Linked DNA regions of Danio rerio: region 2 is linked to region 1. Evidence: chromatin contacts called from public Micro-C data. All regions are on one chromosome and are shown on one strand. The core of a region is the stretch at or near the end of the contact, and the rest is flanking DNA. Distances in the headings are between cores, read along the strand shown. Region 1 overlaps alcama (activated leukocyte cell adhesion molecule a). Region 2 holds the start of alcama (activated leukocyte cell adhesion molecule a).

Region 1 (3,474 bases), core at 277-2,776:
ATTATTCAAATTAATGCTGTCCTTTTGAAATTTCTAAAATAACAATTAGGGTTGTTACGATCGATTGGCTGAAGATTAGTATTGGCCAATAATCACATGTAATGACTCAATCGGTACTTGCCAATCTGGCTGAGCTCATGAACCGATCGCAGGTGTTTGTTTATGAGTTTACAAGCAGAGGAACATGCACGTGTGCTCCTGTTTATTATACATAGCCTGCAGCAGTCACAACATATGAGGAGGTAAATAATGTGTGGAGGTTTGAGCAATCACTGCCCTCATCTCACAGCAGCTAAAATATATACAGATGTAGTGCGACCTGTTTATGCAGTCTATCGCCCCTATCTAGTGTCTCATCCAACCTTATGACCTCTCCCGGAAGCTCCACAAGCCTTCCACATGTTAATATAGGCTCTGTGATCCCACAAAATTAGTAAAATACCTGGAAATCAAGGCAATTAGATTGAATGAGCAAGAAAACAGATCGCAAGAGATACAGTGATGTTCTAAGCATTACATTTGTTAGATTAAATGAATAGAGCAGTAAAGATATTGCGAGTGTTAATCTCTCCCTCTCTCTCATTGAGGGATCTGCTGTCAATAGTTGGAGACTAGCAAAATATTTGAATGGTCTTTCATGTATTTAGGCCTTTCTAACAGCTGAAAGTTCTGTGTTTTTGACAATATTGCAAGTTCACTAAAAGCTGGGTGGAATTATTAGATGAATAAAACTTTTTAATATTTTTTTAACATGAATATTTAATAATATAACTACTTTTAATACACTTATTACAATAAACAGTAGCTTTTAGGTCTAGTTCCTTTTAGTAAAGAAGTATTAGATTTATAGGTGTGCATTTCAACTTCTTATGCATCAAATATGTGCTCCAAACTTTGTTTTGATTGAGACATTGAATTCTTCCTTCATTTGCAATGTTTTCAAGTTACAATTTTTCTTACCAATTTTTATATCTGTGTTATATTATTTTCTGTGGCGGTTCATTATGCTGTGGCAAACCCCTGATGAATAAAGGACTAAGCTGAACTAAAATAAATGAATGACTTGTTTTCTGTAAAGCTGCTTATGGCCATGTTCACACCTAAATGTGGCAAGGCAAGATCCTCTCTTTACCATTTCATATTGTTTGAAAAATGTCCTTGCATTATACAGCTTGAAGCATTAGAATCGGTAATCTGTATTGGCCGATCACCATGGCAAGGAATCGGTACTTGGTATCTGCTGCAAAAATCCTGATCAGAGCATCCCTAATAACAATCCCTATTGGCCTATTCTTGATATGTAAATGAAAGTGTGTATTTCACATCCCAATTTGTTTTAAAGCAAGAGTTGTGGTTAACCTGTAATAATAATAGAACAATATAATATCATAAATTGTAGAACAACAAGAAGTCCCTTTTGAGTGGGTAACATGTGAGCAGATCTACAGGCAGCATTTCTAGTATGCAGCACATTCAGATGCCACGTTTATCTCTGCGTATGACTCAACCTGCCCGCCTGAGTTTGTCTTTTCGCTTCCTCGATCTCTCTCTGCAAGTCAACACACACACGCTCACAGCCAGACGTGATGAGATCACCAAATACTTCACATTAATAGTAATAAATGCAGCTCCGTGTGCCAGCACTACCAGCCATCCGTGAGTGTAGGGAAGCTTTAATACAAGCCACTAGTCCAACTCCCTGGGTAAACTCAAAGATCAATGGCTTCCTCTGTCACATCTTCACACACTGGCTGGGATTACTGCAGAATCAGGGCTTTTAGTCAGGATTAGGGCTGTGTTGAGAGTGAACAACACAAAAGGAGGTCTGATAGCAAAAGACCGTGCGCTAAATCGGCACAGCAGATCCTGGAGCCAGCAAAGCTCACAGCAGACTTACTCTAGAGGGGGTCATCCTCATTAACTCTGCCTGTTACCACGCTAAAGCAAGAAAGAAGATGGCCACAGGCTTCAATTAACTCGGTATTACTGTATTGAACCCTTTTTTTTCAACACTTGCATCTGTAATGGGATTGGTGCTTATTAGGAAGCCGAAGTCTGAGTTCAACTTTTAGAAAGTTGGATTTGGCAATGCGTTTCAGGCATCTTTGTGGCAGTAGTGCTATAGTTTATAATTAATGTTGTGAAGTGTGTAACGGAGGAGAAGGCAGCCAGGTAAGGCTCTGGTGGAAACCCAAGACCATCTGCTGTCATTTCTTCAGTGTTGTGTCTAATTGCCCCCAGGCCTCTAAGAGACCCTTTCCCCCTACCAAATGAGATTAGGAAAAACATTGTGGCATTTGCATGTCTTTAGCGTCATGGGTGGATTTGGAGTTGAAGCTGGCAGGTGGCTTGAAGTTGCACATTCATCGTAACTTTTATATGAGTGTTGTTTAGAGCCTCAGGAAAGTTTTATCGCCACCCCACAGGGTTTCCGTCAACAGGGATTTTGACTGCAGCTCCCATGTGTTCCCCAAAAATGAATTTCATTTACTCAGCCTCGTGTCATTTACTTTCTGCTCTTTAAAGTGCTGGCTTGCTAAATTAATACAATATAATTTGAATTCAACATCATCAGAATAGTAACTTAAAATTCACTTTAGGCTTAGAATAAGGAGATAATGTGCCAGCACGGTGGCTTAGTGGTTAGCACTGTGACCTCACAGCAAGAAGGTTGCTGGCATGGAGTTTGTATGTTCTCCCGTGTTCATGTGAGTTTCCTCTGGGTGCTCTGGTTTCCCCCACAGTCCAAAGACATGAGCTAAAGGTGAATTGGATTAATTAAATTAGCCGTGGTGTATGAGTGTGTGCGTGAATGTGAGAGTGTATGGGTGTTTCCTAGGGGTGTTTTGAATCATGGTTGATCAGTGATTCATACGGATCACAACCCATGTTTCGATACAAACATAGCGATTAATTCATTTTTTTTCTGGTAGATTAATCTTAGATTTGTAATGAAAGATCACCTCTCACGTCATTCACATCACATGTATGAAAGTGTTTAGTTTTTCCTGTAAAATATAATGATGACGGAAGAAGTTGTGGTAGGTTATTTGGGATGTGGTGGGTTTCTAAGGTTATTAACGGTGTTTTATGTTACTATTTGTTTAGCCTGCATCAATGCATTCAGTGTAAGCTGCACAATGGATCATTAAAATATTGGGATCTCAACAACCACGCAACATAAATGATAAATGATGGATGTTAGTTAATTCTTCGAATCGCTGCATTCAAATCTAAAAACACAAAAATCAAGAAAGAGATTGAGCCTTAAGTCTTTTAGTTATGAAGTAACAAACAGTCAAATAACACAGAAGTACTGTGATCATTTATAGTTTAGAAGTAACCACAAATTTTTATGGTAAAGATTAAGATCACTGTCATATGCATTTAACGACACTCAAAAATTAAAGTAGTAGGCAGCAATTACATTATTTAACCAGCCATCAAATATTTGCCACTGAATAATTCTTCAAA
Region 2 (3,598 bases), core at 680-3,179, 35 kb before region 1:
TTGTAATAGAAACCACTATGTCTCCTTTTAAAAGAACTCATGATTGTGAACCAGAAAAAACAGCCCTCCCATATTCACTTTCAGTAACTGTAATGCAAACATTAACCACAACCACCACATAACAGTACTGTATGTGCGTTTGTTTTCTTCTCGGTTGATACAGATGAGATGAAATGTAAATGTGCTGCTTGTGGACTGGTCTTATTGTAAAATTTCCTAAAATTAAGTAAAAGGTGTTATACATTGCAGTCAACAATTCATATATAGCTTGGTATTAGGGTGATTCATCGCTGCATTTCATTCATTTTCAAATTCAGTGTGACTCAGTTGGTGTCAGTTTCTTCCTCAGAGCCTGTCTGCCTAATGACAAAGTGGGAAACAAAATGGGGTGACACTGCTGAACACAGATTTTTATTAGCTGTGAGGTGTTCTGTGTAATTATATGCATTTATAAAACAATAGAGCTCACCAGTTTCATGAAACAGCTTACTTGTGGAGTAGATCTAATCCACACTAATAAACTGGGCTGTGTGACTCATATTCAATTGTTTTTTATGTGTATTGTAAAAATCATTTAAATCAAATCCTAGATGAGCCTAGATGACAATTGGTCATTTAAATAAGTTGGTTTATATAAACTGAAGTAATTCAAAGGCCATCTGAATGAATGAATGAATGAATGAATGAATGAATGAATGAATGAATGAATGAATGAATGAATGAATGAATGGATGAATGAATGAATGAATGAATGAATGTACAAGGGTCCTAAAATGTTAAAAGCGTTGGGTTAGTTATAGTTATACTTATAGACCTACATATTAAAACTAGGTAAACCTTTTTACTAAATTAATATAAACAAGTCTAAAACATTATTTGAATATATATTTTTATTATTTTGTATTAAAACATTTATTTATTCTGATATGAAATTATGTATTGCTTGTGTTAATACTGTTAAATATTTTGTGTTAAAGTGTATGGATGTTGTCCAGTGATAGGTTGCAGCTGGAAGGGCATTCGCTCCGTAAAACATATGCTGGATAAGTTGGCAGTTCATTCCACTGTGGTGAACCCAGATTAATAAAGGGACTAAGCCGAAAAGAAAATGAATAAGTGAATGAATGAATGAAATAATTAATTAGTTAATTCATTTTGTGTTATACAATATTTTACAGGCGGAGCGCAGTGGGTAGCGATGTTACCTCACAGCAAGGTCACTGGTTCGAGCCTCGGCTGGGCCAGTTGGCATTTCTGTGTGGAGTTTGCATGTTCTCCCCGTGTTTGCGTGGGTTTTCTCCGGGTGCTCCGGTTTCCCCTACAGTCCAAAGGCATGCTAAAAAGCTAAATTGTCTGTTGTGTATATGTGTGAATGAGACTGTATGGGTGTTTCCCAGTGTTGGGTTGCAGCTGGAAGGGCATCCGCTGCATAAAACATATGCTGTATAAGTTGGTGGTTCATTCCGCTGTAGCAAACTCCAAATTAATATAGGGACTTAGCTGAAAAAAAAATGTATGAATATTATTTTGCAATAATAATTATTATTTTAATCTAATTATTGATTTATTTATTTCAGTGGTATGAGTTTACTTATAAATTTAATTAAATGTTTGATTAGCCCATTTCAACTTTATTTAAGATTTTAATCTCAAAATTAACTCAATGGCACCCTGCAGAAACATATTTAGGATTCTTTGGTTAGAATATATACAGCCAGAAGTGTTAAAAAACAACAACGAACTTACGCCTATGTGCTCGCAAGATGTAGCCTACTTGTACTTTGCAGCGTTGATGAAACATCAGCATATGTCAAATGTTACCGGAGCGACGGCGCTTCACCCGAAGAGGGCGTGTCGGTGGAGGCGTTGCGGGGCGGGGCTTAGAGCCCAACTCTGCTGCCTGATTTCACACTCTCGCCACTGGCTGCCCGTCTAAGCTCCAGACTCCACCTGCGCTCTGTAGAGCAACCCGTCTGATCTTTCAGCGCACTCAACTCTCAATACTATCTAACAACTTCAGACCTACATCTCTCTCTATTGAGACTGTCGCCGGACTGTATAAAGGAGAACCGGGGTTTTCTTTAAGGATGCATTCGGTTATCTGCCTTTTCGGTGCCTTCATAGCTGCCGCTGTGTTTGCTCCAGGTATGTAAATTAATTTATTAGGAAAATATTAATCTCACTCATTCATTCTTCCATGTTGTACTGCTTGCAAAAAGTATGTTAAAGAGGATCGTTCCTGTAGTGACCATTCGACTTAAAAACTTCCTTATATAGCATCAACAAGTGTTTTAATAGCCTTTGATGCGATTCGTTGGCAATCATTTGCCAGGTCATGTGTTGCACTTTTCATTTCTCCCACGTTAAGAACAAGAGGTCAACTCTCCACCTGAAGAAGATTAAGCCATCTGTGCCCGCCTAGAACACTCTCATTCATTTATTTTCTATGACCAGCAGCAGGAGACTGTGATAGATGTTTCAAACTTAAAAGGATTCTCTGTACAAGCATTTCAACTTTTAGTTTGAGATGACACGCGACGTACTGTTAATACTACGTATTTATGTTTCGGTTCAGCTACGATATCACTCGCAGAAACATAGGATATATGGCAGTGACATCACACCTGCGCGTTTCTGAATCCCCATCTCTATTGTACCTAGACGAGTAGGCTAAGACACAAATAGAAACTAAACGCGGACCATGAAGGGACAAATTAGCCAATAATTCCAGCACGTCCTGTTTGTTTTAGTCACTCTAATGTTGTTAGTGCTGTTGTTTCGTGATACATACACTTATATATTAATGGGTAATTCTATTGAAACACAATGAATTAATTGTGCCCTAAGAAAAAATGAGCTGCATATTCACAAACCTATGTGCATTACTTTACGCCAACTAAATCCATACTGCATGAATTTGCACGAACAAAACGAATGTAACCGGTCCCCCGATCACGGACTCCGTGAAAACTGGATCGTTTGCAGTACTAAACACTCAGTGTGTTTTTGTGATATGGATCATGGATTCACAGATAAGATCCAAATCAACTAACGCGACTGCAATTAAGTTTTCCTTTTTGCATTTCAGACTACTAAATGTATTTTACTGTGGGGTCGCTGCAGTACCCATTCATTCTAAATCCATGCTATGATACAATATTTGTATTTCTACTTGTTTTATCCATAAGCCACTGCTTTATTTTTGGATTGCACAGCCTACTCTCATTATTTAAAGTTATTTGCTAATTAAAGTCAAGGGTTTTGAGGTGCGCGCGAACATCGCTGCCCAGCGTGAATCTTTGAGCGCGTCTGTGCGCTATGTGTGTGCGCGCGTGCTTGTGTGTTTGTGTGTGTGGTAGAGAGAAAGAGAGAGAGAGCGAGAACGAGCGTGTGCTTGCTCACGAGAGGCTGCGGAGGTGGAGTGTTGTTTGTAACAAATTCAGTCATTTGACTGGTGTATGGTTTTATCAGTGTCACATGTTAGTTTGCTCATCAAAATTCATTGGAGATTGCTGTCTTTATTCGTCTTCATTGAGATGCTACGAAGCTATGATAAGGCGGTAGAATGATTGATAACTTGGATGGTGGAGGTGGATGT

Evidence for each region. A called contact is a pair of places that touch in the nucleus more often than the background predicts.
Region 2: a Micro-C map of caudal fin shows a contact between it and region 1, with 4 times the contacts expected there. The contact joins the promoter of alcama here to the enhancer-like site in region 1. A contact is called at or near these places in 2 of 18 Hi-C or Micro-C datasets (caudal fin and an unstated tissue) and 1 of 4 datasets of contacts at active chromatin or transcription factors (embryo).

Annotation. Positions count from the first base shown.
Region 1 is chr10:33,721,888-33,725,361 of GRCz12tu, reverse strand. The region is part of intron 1 of alcama (activated leukocyte cell adhesion molecule a); the gene reads left to right. All of the region lies in intron 4 of LOC141376396 (a long non-coding RNA gene), which reads right to left. Among named protein-coding and RNA genes, the nearest start is that of alcama, 36 kb to the left of the region's middle. Within about 2 kb of position 1,526, at least 3 of the 62 cell types and tissues checked have an H3K27ac peak or open chromatin away from gene starts, as enhancers often do. A contact at or near this core is called in caudal fin, where this site is marked.
Region 2 is chr10:33,757,456-33,761,053 of GRCz12tu, reverse strand. It overlaps alcama (activated leukocyte cell adhesion molecule a), which reads left to right and starts at 1,929. Exons shown (of 16, transcript NM_131000.1): 1 at 1,929-2,145. The coding sequence starts at 2,088. The region is part of intron 4 of LOC141376396 (a long non-coding RNA gene); the gene reads right to left.